Regions from separate parts of the Mus musculus genome. Here all the other regions are linked to region 1. Evidence: chromatin contacts called from public Hi-C data. All regions are on one chromosome and are shown on one strand. Each heading gives the region's core, a stretch centred on a gene start, on an enhancer-like site or on the middle of the called end of the contact. The rest is flanking DNA. Distances are from core to core; before and after follow the strand shown. Region 1 has its middle 41 kb from the start of Gap43. Region 2 overlaps 4932412D23Rik (RIKEN cDNA 4932412D23 gene). Region 3 overlaps 4932412D23Rik (RIKEN cDNA 4932412D23 gene).

Region 1 (3,886 bases), core at 488-2,987:
AGGCATCTGTCTATTACATGGAACACCCAAGATCTTTAGTTTTTTTTTTTAAAAAATATTTCCAAGTAGACTTTCAACACCAACCTAATTTAGGTAGCAACAGATAGTCACAGAAGACCCATAGGCTCCCTACTGGAGATGAATGGATTTAGACAACCACAGATGGTTAAAGGGGGCACTTGTCACTTCAAGTAGACAGAATTTCATCCTGAGTATTTTTTTTCTGAGAGAAAATAAAAGCAAGAAAAAAGGAAAAGCTTGGGGTTAAGAAAGGAGAATGGGAATATATGACCCTCCATTTCTATGGACTCAGTTTGAAAAGTAGATATCTCCTACTGAAAATTCACCATGTTCCAGCGACTTCCCATCACAGTGGTCCCCATAACAGCACCATCTGGAAATCTAGACATTTCAGCTTCTCATGCCTTGCCCACGGCTTGACGCACCTCTGACCTTCATCATGTTTCATATTCTTGCATCACTAGGCAATCAGTGCATACAGAGGCTCGGAGACATCTCTTCTCTGAACTGGAAAAGAATATTTGAAATATTGTGAAGGCAGTTTGTTGCTTGATACATGGCAGATCTAATGATAGTGGGTCTCTCTCTCTCATTCTCTCTCTCTCTCTCTCTCTCTCTCTCTCTCTCTCTCTCTCTCTCTCTCTCTCTCTCCAGGAGAAAGTGGTTACTTTTAGCTCAAAATTTCAGGCTATAGTTCATCATTTTGAGAAAGTCAAGGCTGAAACTTGAAGCAGCTAGCCATATCCTATCCAAAATCAAGAGCAGAGAGAGAAAGTAACACATAGATTCTCACCTGATTGACTGCCTGCACTCAGATCAATTTCTCTACGCTCATGCTGCCCAAGAAATCCTTTCACCTAGAGAATGATGCCACCCAGAGTGGAATGGGTTTTTTTCCCATCAATTAGTTAAGTTAATATTCCATAAACAAGACTGCGTGCCGACACAATGGACACAATCCATCACTGAGCAAGTTATAGTTTTTAATCTTCTCCATCACTAAAATAAAGACACATATTGATTACCCCTATCATAAAAGCTAGGGGAAGAAAGGCATACAAAGTAAGTGGAGCAATACAGGTGGAGCATGACCTCCACTTATTCTTTAGAATTATTAAACATCTAGAATAATCAGGCATCTATGCTTTTCCAACTGATTTCCAGTGTTCTGTGTCTAACAGAGCTCATGATATAAACTTGAATCTGTTTCTCAAAGTACCTACATGGTCTCTTACTTCACTTTTCTAAGGTATTTATCAAAAATTACCAAGGCTCAGGATGTATTCTATACTATGGAACCACTGATTTACAGAACATTTATATCTGGACTTTAATAAGCTCCCTGGGTAATTTTTATGCACAATGAAATTTAAGATATATTGCTCTGGACTGTAAGACCTCCAAGATAGGAATGGAAATATATTTGTCACTGTAGCCCTGCCAGTTTTAAGTATAATAGGTGGTCATATAATACCTTTGAGTAAACAAAGGCATAAAGAGAAATTATTTCTGCCTTGATCTCCTTTGTAGCATGTCTTCATCTTCGAGGGCCTTGGTGGCCTGTGTGTAGAATGAGCAAAGCAAGCTTTAAGCTACACCTCCTGATGGGAAAGAAGCTTTTCTGCATCAGAAATGCCCCTTTCAAAATGATCCAGAAGGACTTTTAAGAAAAGCCCCTTGGGAGCTAATTAAGAAGCCAGAGGCAGACAGTCAGTCGGCTGAATTAGATCATTGGCAAACCACTGAACTCAAGGATGAAAATCACAGAGCTGGAACAGCCATGGAAACCCCAAGGCAGAGGGTATATAGGCCGATAGCAGAAGTCAGATAGATAAGCAATCCTAGGCAGTAAACAAGCAGCCAGAAAGACTAAGGCAGCCATGTGTCTAGTCTGTAAAAGCATTAAGCTTCTAGAGAGAAATGGGGATGTGAAGCACTTCTGAGTCTTTTGAGCCGTGGTTGACAGAGCTGGGGGGTATAGGAGCAGTAGCAGGGCACCAATGGAGCAGAGATGCCTGAGCAGTAAAGTGTAAAACTAAACTCAGTTGGTGACCTGCTTTTAAAAAGATTTTTTTAGTGTTGGTGGGTTTTACCCACTGAAACAAACACCTGAGGCTTCCTCGGGGCAAGATGGAAATAGTTCTCCCCGAAGAGGTAATTGTTATAAATTGCTTCTTATGATGATCATATAACCACATTTTTGTTCTTATGCTCTTTGTTTAAATCACATTGTAGTGGAGCCCCTGGGGAATGATGTTCCGAGCTGTGTTCCCACCTCTTCCTATATGCTTATTATTTTCCAGAAAATTCTTTTCCAGCTTAGGTAAACACCTTTGGACTAACCAATTTAGCAAGAAAAATGTGGGAGATGCTCCCAAGAGTTAGTCGTATGGCTGCTGAAACTTTACAGGAGGTGAGCTGTGCAGATGGCAGGGGACCTGTGACAGTGCTCTGGTACCTATTGCTTCATCCACAGCCTCGCACATCATTCTGGGAGGCTGGCCAGAGTGAGTGATGTAATTGCTCTGAAATAAAGGAGGGAGTCCCAGTGTCTCTCCTGTCTCTGCACACTCAGGCATCATCCCTCCTCAGTTCACTAGACCCTCGATAGCATTAAAAAAAGCCTAGAAAGTGGCAGGGAATCCCCTAGAACTCCTTTAAGAGGCAAACCTTCTGGCCCAGCCTTGCAGAAACAATACAGATGTCAGCTGAAGCCTGCCAAACAAAGAAGCAAATCCCTCTTAGAAGAAAGACCAATTAAAGAATTAAAAGGGAAATGGGGAAATCTTGATCAGAGAAGATGAGGGATATCTCCTGCATTCTTTAAAATGTTAGTCATCTATGCTGTTTTGTCTTAGCTTACGTGCTCCTAGGACTAGCAATAGTAAGCCTGAGAAAAAGTCACTGCAAGCCTGTGTAACCCACGGAAGGCCTGAGCCAACACTGCTGGGTGTGTGCTCATTCTCCCCTTTCTATTTATCTAGTACTCAAAAAATGTTGAATCTGTTTTCTGAGGGGAGGGCTCTTAGGATCCCAGGCTTTCCTAGAGATGTGAGGGTGGAAGATACCAGAGCAAAAGATAAGTTTGGAGAGCTGGCAACCAGTATTGGTAGGACCCTCGAACACCTAGGGTAACTTCCTAATAAACTCTGATGTATGAGGAGTTATTAGGTTAAACTTCCTAATAAAACTCTCATTCTACAGTTTTAGAAAGATATCCTGTTGAATCACATGTGTTTGTTCATGCAAAGGAAAAATATCCATTTGAGATACAGAAATGGCAGTCTCTTCAACCTTTAGACAACTTTTCATTAGCTGACACTATTGAATATCAGTCATTGGTCTATGCATTCTCCAAGAATTCTCTCATCCCATCTTTACAATGACCTTTTGTTGCAGGTCATCCTTTGGGACATTACCTTTCTTTCACATATGAGAAGGCAGGACTGGTAAGGTCAATTAAACTCCTAAGAGTGCAAACAGAGAAGTGGCAGAGGCAAGGCGTGTTCCAGGCTATTAGAGGTAGAGCTGGGCATGAATTTAAACCATGATATCGTCAAAATGTTATCTGTATGTCATAGTCCTGGGTAAAATATTCTTGTATTTAAGATCTTTAGGTTTTCAGACTGAGGGAAATATGTTATACCTTCTAAAATGTACACACATGAGAAAATACAAGGAGAGGCAGCCTGCTCCCAGTACTAACAGATCCTCTTCAAACTCAACCACTGAGGAATAAAAATACCAGTGGCGATTTCTTTTTACCTATCTGCAAAATATAGATATTCATATATGTACAAAAATTAAAATAAGGGTTGAGATAAAAACATCCTTCACCTTCCATGATTACAGCAGCTCCAGAGGT
Region 2 (3,886 bases), core at 819-3,318, 400 kb before region 1:
CCCATATACCTCCTGTTGGGCTGTCTCAAATTCGTGGACATGTGGCCATTTTTGCAGATGAAGATCTAAAAATTGGAATTTTACTGTGAAAGTACCCACCTTACTCCACAAAGCAGGCTTGCATGCATGAAATAACTTTATTGTTTGAGTGTTAATATATCAGCGGCCTGAGAGGGGCAGGAAGAAGAACATGTTCTTTTTCAAGGAGAGTAGTTGCCTGGTAGTTGCCATAGAAACTGGAAACCGATGTACAGATATCCTGCTAGAAAATTTCCACATATTGAAGATGTCTTGCTGTCTGATCGATAGCTAAGAGAGTTTGATTAGCTTCATTAATTAAAGCAGAGGTACCTACAATGGAGAGAATGTGTCTTAGCTAATATGCAAATCTGTTTCTTGGGGTCTGAGAAAAATATCATGTAAGTGTTTTTAATGAAGCATAATGTACACAAGTGCACATATCATAAGCATAGAGCTTAATGAGATGCCTCATAGTGGATGCGGCTGTGCCTCTGATTCAATAGTAATAATATCAAAAATGTTAGTAACATTCTAGAAGCAATTTGTGTGCTCCCTTCTAGCCAGTGCTCTTCCAAAGAGGCTCCTAGCACTGTGTGTGTGTTACTTCACTGTTTGGAGGCTCTAGAGCAAGGGAGCATGCAGCATGCAGGTGTGTGTGTGTGTGTGTGTGTGTGTGTGTGTGTGTGTGTGTGTGGTTTGTTTTTTGTCTTAAGTCAGTTTTCTTACATTCAACATTACACCTGTGTGTAACATGACTAGGGTTTTTTTTTCCTGTACTTTTTAATTTTTATTTATTTATTTATTTATTTATTTATTTTATTTATTTATTTTGGTTTTTCAAGACAGGGTTTCTCTGTATAGCCCTGGCTGTCCTGGAGCTCACTTTGTAGACCAGGCTGGCCTCGAACTCAGAAATCCGCCTGCCTCTGCCTCCTGAGTGCTGGGATTAAAGGCGTGCGCCACCACGCCTGGCCTAATTTTTATTTTTAAAAGTATTTTTTTGTCTATAACATGTATTTTAGTGCTTGGTGCCTATAAGCAAACCGAGTATGCTTCCAAGTTTAAATGATTCTAAGATTAAGGAATGACAGCACTTATTTGAATTTCTTGACATTGGCTCACGCCTTTAATCCCAGCACTTGGGAGGCAGCGGCAGGCAGATTTCTGAGTTAATCTCATCTCATTAATCCCAGCCTGGTCTACAAAGTGAGTTCCAGGACAGCCAAGGCTACACAGAGAAACCCTGTCTCGAGAACCAAAACAAAAAACAAAAACAAAACAAAACATAAAACAAAACAAAACAAAATTTCTTGACTTGAAACCCAAGCTGAATTTATGAGTTCAGAGAGAACCAATTGTTCATAGCCATAAACTATAGTGACGCCAGCTAGAGATTGCTTATGTATTGTTGAATACCCACTATGCATGAATCTTTGAAGGTATTCTGATAGTTATGAAGGCAAGTAAAGGAGGAGGAGGAGGAGGAGGAGGAGGAGGAGGAGGGGTGGCAGTGGCTCATATTCTCAAGGAGTCTATCAGTCTTATCGGGGAAACAGAGCACTAAACTCAAATGATTATTCCAGGCAAAATTAAGAATCTACAAAACAGAAACAGCTGAGAAGATGCAGGCGCATCGATAAAGCATGACCCATCTCCCAGAAACCTATAAAAGTCCCATTGAGATAAACTTTGAGCTTCCTCTAACCTTCCAGCTTCTAAGATTTCATTAAAATTCTCTGTACAAAAGTAGGATCTTTATTCCCACTGGCTAGCCATTAGAGTTTATGGCTGTTCAGCGTATCCAGCACTTAGTCAAGAGGGGGCAGCATTCATCCTTTTTCTGAAACGAGTAGAACTCTGGCTGCCTGTCTTTCTAGGAAAAGAATACTTTAATCAGATAGAATTTCAGAGCATGCATATATTTTATGCCCCTGTTTTAATTGTTTGTTTATAGAGATGGTAACTGATGTGTACAGCTATGTTACTGAGACCAACAAATGAGTCCTGTTTAAGTAAGTGGAGCTGTGTCAGTGCCCAGAGATCCCCTTTCTCTGCCTTTGTCCCTTTCCTGGGCGTGGCAGCCTTGCTCAGACTCAGATTGCAAAAGGGCGGTGGCTGAAATGAACAAAAGAATTCAGACTTCTACTTTTCCCCAAAGAAAAGGCCAGCCAAGGGGAAGCCCCGGGAAAAAAAGGACTGTGTGTCTCCCATTGTTCTAACTATCTGATGCTTTCTTTCTTTTTCTTTCTTCTGAATGTTTGTTTACCTTAAACCTGTATTTGTAAGCATTGTTATTATAATAAAGGTAACTAAATAATCCCACTGGGGATTAGTGGCTGCCTTCTGTTTTAGGGGTGGTCTCCTTATCAACCAAGTAACCCTTAGAGCCCTTAGAGTTAAAGCAATGCATAGTGCCTGGTAGTTCTTTTCCAGCAGAAGCAGGGGCAGGGGCGTGGTAGTGAAAACTGAGAGAGGTTTAGCTGAAGCTATCAGACCACGTGTCTCTCTGACCTCCAACTGCCAGACCTCCAGATAACCAACTCCCTTTTGTTAGTGAGCCACTTTGATTTTAATGAGAGACATATAACCCCTCCCATGTTTTACGTGATTGACTTTGAGAAAATCAATGTTGATGGCCAAAAACGCCAAATTAACATCAGAGTAGATTTCCTTATACTGTATACAGCCTTAAATAGCCCTCTGAATGACATTTTGTTTTTTATTTAAGGAGTAGACCTTAGCCAAATGTCCTTGAATGATAAAAGAGAGTTGGCCCTCCCCATAATTAGCTTTTGTAAATATCAAGTCAAGGGTCAGAGCAAAGGTCATCTGATTTCTTTCTTTTGTGTAGAACAAGGGGCTTTAGTGACCATGACTGATTTTAGATCCAGCAAAGAATGAGGTCATTGCTTTTTACACAGACTGCATTGGATGAATCACAGAAACCATGGCAGTAACGTGAATACCAAATAATAACTGATAATTTGCGTACCAGTTACAAATACGCCTAATCTTAGATCTAGTAAAATGCTTTACTCTGTCAAGGAAATGAGGCTGCGGGATCAGCTCCTGAAAGGATTGCCAGTGACCTCATGCAGCTGTGATGTGAAGCTACAAAGCACTTGTCACATGCCACAGCTGAGGTCAGAAGTAGATCCTATCCAGGGACTTCACAGAGGGCGATAAAAAAAAAACCTCCGACTTTTAACTCTTTCAGCACTAGTCACGTAAACGCTACAATATATAAAATTTCAAGCTCATTTGAGAAATAAGACAAAAAATATTTTCATTTCTTTTGAAATTAAGCATCAGGGTTTGGAAACCACTTCTACTTAAACCAAACAGTGATTTCAAATGTGTTCATCAAGTGATGCTTTAGACTTTCCTTTTTAGAAAAAAAAAAAAAAAAAAGAAATAAAAAGGAAAAGACAGAACTGCTCCTCGATATGGGGGAGGAGGGATGTCATTGTAGATGAAAGGGGGAGCTTAGCCAGACTCAGAGACATCTGGGAGAATCCCGAGTGGACATGACCCTGAGCCATCGGAGTATGGGAGGGAGGAGAAGGGAGAGGAGAGAGAGGGAACCAGTTGCAGCAACCTATAGGGCAAAGATACAAAAAGTGTGGGTAACCAAAATGGCTGGATCATATAGGGGGGAGCAATCCAGCCCCCTGGGCTAGAGAGTTCAGGGTAGGGGGCAGAGATGCAAACGAGGAAGAACTTGTAGCAGGTAGGGGCTGAAGAACGCTGGGAGAACATGGATGCCACATTTGCTTTGATATGTTAAATAGGCACTTCAGCCATTTGTCCCAGAATTTGAAATTTAATATAAACCATCCTATCTTGGGATGGTAAGGTCTGAAAA
Region 3 (3,886 bases), core at 754-3,253, 360 kb before region 1:
TTAGTTTTTTGTTTGAATACCTGGAGCTCTGGCTGGCTTGGAGCTCACTATGTAGACAGGCTGCTTCTAGTTCACAGATACTTACCAGCCTCTGTCTTATGAGTGTTGGCAGGAAAGGCCTGCACCACCATGGCTGGTCTGAAAGTGTGTTGTAGACACCTGGGTGTTAGGTCATAGTACAAGGACATCTAGGATGTTCTGTAGAGCAAACAACAACTAAAAATATTGAAGTGTATTTTTAGAGGGGTTCGTGTGTGTGTGTGTGTGTGTAGTACTGAGGACCATATGCAGGGTCCCTGAGTGTGAGGCAAACTATTTACTGTTGAGCTGCTACTACTCAATCCAGGCTCTGGTTTTTTTGTTGGTGAGGGAGCAGTAAGTCAACAGAATACAACATGAAAGAGAATCTGCTGGGAGAAAGGCAAGCAACGCGGTATTTTATGTGTGTCCTAGGTACTAGCCTAGGGTTTTAGGATTTGAACACAAAATCCCCCTCTGAACTCATTTGATTGTTCCTACTATGGAGGTCTAAAGAAGTGTCTGTTTCTCCCTGTGTTGGGGATATACCTACTCTGGGTAACTTGGGCAAGTTGGCAGACAAATGAACCCTCTGGACTACAATGGAACTATTTGCTAAAAATGTATACTTGCATTCTATGGACCAAGTATCAGGATTTAAAATTATCATTTGAATTGCAATTATAAAAACAAAACCAAATGGTGAATACTCAGCATGCCATTCTGAGGACTTCTTCCTGTTCCAGAGCCTGGGTTTGCCTTCCCCTTTGTTTCTTATCCTCTCTGAACCCTAAGGCTATTTCTAATGAGAATGCTTATCACACAGCATTTTGGTGTCCACTCACTTACCCACCTCGGTCACTTGACTCTAACTATCCCAGAGGAAGATGCTGTAGCCAGAAATGGTTCTAAGATGAATAAGTGGTTGAGCACAAAGAGAGCTAGAAAGCAACGAAAAGCGTTTGCATAAAGAGCTGAGATAGAATAATTCTGAGACGTTGTTCTGGAAGAGTAGACGTTAAATCTTCATTGTTGGGGTTTCTGACAGCTATTGGCATGAGGGGCAGGGTTCTATTGGCTGTTGCACTGTAACATTTTCCAAAGTAACCTTTTAGATCCTTTTCCTAAGGTCTCTCTGCCTTCCCCTGGATAATCAATACATAGATGAATCTGAAGGCTGCAGCTGTCTGAGTTTATTGTGCTGTTGTTACGCTTCGTATTTAATGATTCTAGTCTTCTGAGTGCATCCAGGAAATGATTCTGTACTCTATCTGGATCCTGTTCTTATTAGCATGGCCATCTTTCTTTCTTTCTTTCTTTCTTTCTTTCTTTCTTTCTTTCTTTCTTTCTTTCTTTCTTTCCTTCCTTCCTTCCTTCCTTCCTTCCTTCCTTCCTTCCTTCCTTCTTTCTTTCTTTCTTTCTTTCTTTCTTTCTTTCTTTTGTAAGGTGATTGTGTATTTTATATACTTATACCTATCTATGGCGTTTGACTACTGAAGGGTGGAAAGATGGCCCCCTTTTGACTTTTCTGGCTTTAAGCAGAAGTAAGATTATCAAGCCAAGAAAGTATATCCTAGAGGAATTCAGGGGTACGTGAATAAATAGTGTACTTTGGTGATAAACATTTGGAAGTGAAGTACTGTAAAAGCATATACATTCTGGTGGAAGAAGATGGGAGGTTTCTTTTTGACTCACTGCGGCTGTATTTTAATCTAACTAAAATTCTGGCATGCACAGGAAATCCCCAAAGCAAAGTGCCAGATGTCTTTTCAGGATCCTAGAGACATGGGATTCAGTGGGATTCGTTGCTAAGAAGATGATTCCCCCCTTCCATTCTTCACACTGATCTGACACCCGAGCGACAGGGAATTGATGTAAGCAGAGCAGGGATCTAACAATGTCAACTGTGCTGACATCATCCTAGCTGTGCAGGGCTGATGAGAATTTAGAACATCAAACACCCTCCGAAGGGCAGCGACCAGGTGTGACTCATTTCCCTGGAGAAGCCAGGGAGGAAGAGAGAGGGCAGGATTACTTCACACTGACACACGCTGCCTTTCAAACAGAGCTATCTGACTAGCTTTTCTGAGAACAGGAAAACATTCTTCTGTCTGTCTCCTCACTTCCCACCGGAAGCACTTTATATTCCAGTCTACCCAGCTTGCTATGCAGTAGAGTACTTTGACATCGTAATGTATGAAAATACACGTTCTCAGGATCATGAGGTTTTCTATTACATAAATCCAGCTATGAGAACGATTCAAAGGGTTTTGCTAGTCTCTTTTTCTCTCCCAGTGACATCAGGTGAGCTGTGCAGACACCACTGAAATAAAGAGAAGCTGAACAAAAGAGCACAGAATAGAGCTGCTGACACTGCTCTGCTGTTGCTAAATGAGGATAGCATTGCAGGTCCCTAACCGATTCTGCTGCTTAGATGGAAGGGGGAGGAAGTGGGCACAGTCAATGCTCAACAATTACTTCTTAGATAAATAATATAAAGAGCCTGTACATTTATGCATGGGTGCCAATATGCAGGCTACTATCTACTTTATGTCATTGGTTATTTGTCAGTTGGTTTGAAGAGTGAATAGATACTGAATCCAACAATATCTTCTGGTGTTAAGGTACAGTTTCCAAAATCTCTTCTTCGCAGAGAACGTTTCATTAGAACATTTGAGATGGGACAATTGAGCCAGTAAAGACTGTACATCAAAGCAGTCAAAATGCCCTCCAGTCGGATTAGTGTGTAATAGCAATTCAGGAGGTATAGTGAGCTGAATTATGATTGTGTCTCTTCAAAATGATCCCAGTGTGTCTTGACATTTTGTGGAATATTAGCTTATCTATTTCTTGAGTCAGTCACAACACAAGCAAACCAGGGACAATGCTTGTTGTTACCCTGCACTTGATACTTAAAATGCCAGTTATTCTCCCTCTTACTGTGCATGTTTAGAAAATGGCATATGCGGGACAGATCGTGAAGCATACTGGAATCAATGGGCATTGGCTGTGATTGGTATAGGTCGAACAGCACCAAATGCTGCATTACAGATCTGTAGGATGTTACTTGCACAATACAGATGCTTGTGAGGAAATAAGATGGGTGGCTTTTTAAGAAATATATATATATATATAATGATATAATGAATTCCAGGTTATTATAAGGTACTAAATCAATTTGTAAGGGAGATAAATTAAGCTAGCATGTTCCTAGAAAGAATCCTAAGTTTAGGAAGCAGATGTTGAGATGGGTAGGAAAAGAATTACATTTCACTTCTTATGCTTTGAGACCTACTTGGTAAAGATTTTCTCCGTGTGTTATGTCTCTGATCACTATTTTGGATATGGTAAGGCTGAGATTCGTGCAATAGTTAACAGTGCTGTTTCCTGGTGGTCGTTGATAATGAAGATCTATTGCATGGCTATTTTTGAAGTGGCTCTTAGAATCTTCTAGAATACACGAGAAGGGCTTCTCCACGTGTTGGAAGAGGTGTGATCATAGTAATCTTGGGATCACTATCGCTGTAAAACTCTTCTCAGACTTTCGTCTTCCCCTTGTAGCAGAGCCTAGCTACTTATTCCTTTGGGAGAATGACTTTTTGACATGAGGCAGTGGTATAGGATCTTTAGGAAGGAAACAGAAAGGAGACATAAATGTGAACTCATTTTCTCAGATGGAATACTACAGTTGGTGGTATATGGTTGACAATTTCACAACTCATATAGGATAAGGCAAAGCCCCTTATGTATCTGACAGAAAAGAACACCGTAACAAGTGGGCAGAGCCACACTGGAGCATACCTCTCTTTGAAGGTCAACCTTAAAATTCAGTCTGGTGAGAAGCATGAAAACTCACCATAAACTTTAC

The links. A called contact is a pair of places that touch in the nucleus more often than the background predicts.
Region 2: a contact with region 1 is called in a Hi-C map of the N1E-115 cell line, with 7 times the contacts expected there. The contact joins two enhancer-like sites. A contact is called at or near these places in 2 of 15 datasets of contacts at CTCF or cohesin (both in the NIH/3T3 cell line), 4 of 484 Hi-C or Micro-C datasets (the C2C12 cell line, the N1E-115 cell line, forebrain and 1 more), 7 of 115 datasets of contacts at active chromatin or transcription factors (cardiomyocytes, embryonic stem cells, extraembryonic endoderm stem cells and 2 more) and 1 of 9 other capture datasets (embryonic stem cells).
Region 3: a Hi-C map of the N1E-115 cell line shows a contact between it and region 1, with 2.7 times the contacts expected there. The contact joins two enhancer-like sites. A contact is called at or near these places in 2 of 15 datasets of contacts at CTCF or cohesin (both in the NIH/3T3 cell line), 1 of 484 Hi-C or Micro-C datasets (the N1E-115 cell line), 1 of 115 datasets of contacts at active chromatin or transcription factors (neural progenitor cells) and 1 of 9 other capture datasets (embryonic stem cells).

The regions. Positions count from the first base shown.
Region 1 is chr16:42,379,467-42,383,352 of GRCm38.p6, reverse strand. No RefSeq gene overlaps it. Among named protein-coding and RNA genes, the nearest start is that of Gap43, 41 kb to the right of the region's middle. Within about 2 kb of position 1,737, at least 10 of the 459 cell types and tissues checked have an H3K27ac peak or open chromatin away from gene starts, as enhancers often do. A contact at or near this core is called in the C2C12 cell line and the N1E-115 cell line, where this site is marked.
Region 2 is chr16:42,780,568-42,784,453 of GRCm38.p6, reverse strand. The region is part of intron 1 of 4932412D23Rik (RIKEN cDNA 4932412D23 gene); the gene reads left to right. Among named protein-coding and RNA genes, the nearest start is that of 4932412D23Rik, 93 kb to the left of the region's middle. Within about 2 kb of position 2,068, at least 134 of the 459 cell types and tissues checked have an H3K27ac peak or open chromatin away from gene starts, as enhancers often do. A contact at or near this core is called in the C2C12 cell line and the N1E-115 cell line, where this site is marked.
Region 3 is chr16:42,744,513-42,748,398 of GRCm38.p6, reverse strand. The region is part of intron 1 of 4932412D23Rik (RIKEN cDNA 4932412D23 gene); the gene reads left to right. Among named protein-coding and RNA genes, the nearest start is that of Gm29960, 94 kb to the right of the region's middle. Within about 2 kb of position 2,003, at least 69 of the 459 cell types and tissues checked have an H3K27ac peak or open chromatin away from gene starts, as enhancers often do. A contact at or near this core is called in the N1E-115 cell line, where this site is marked.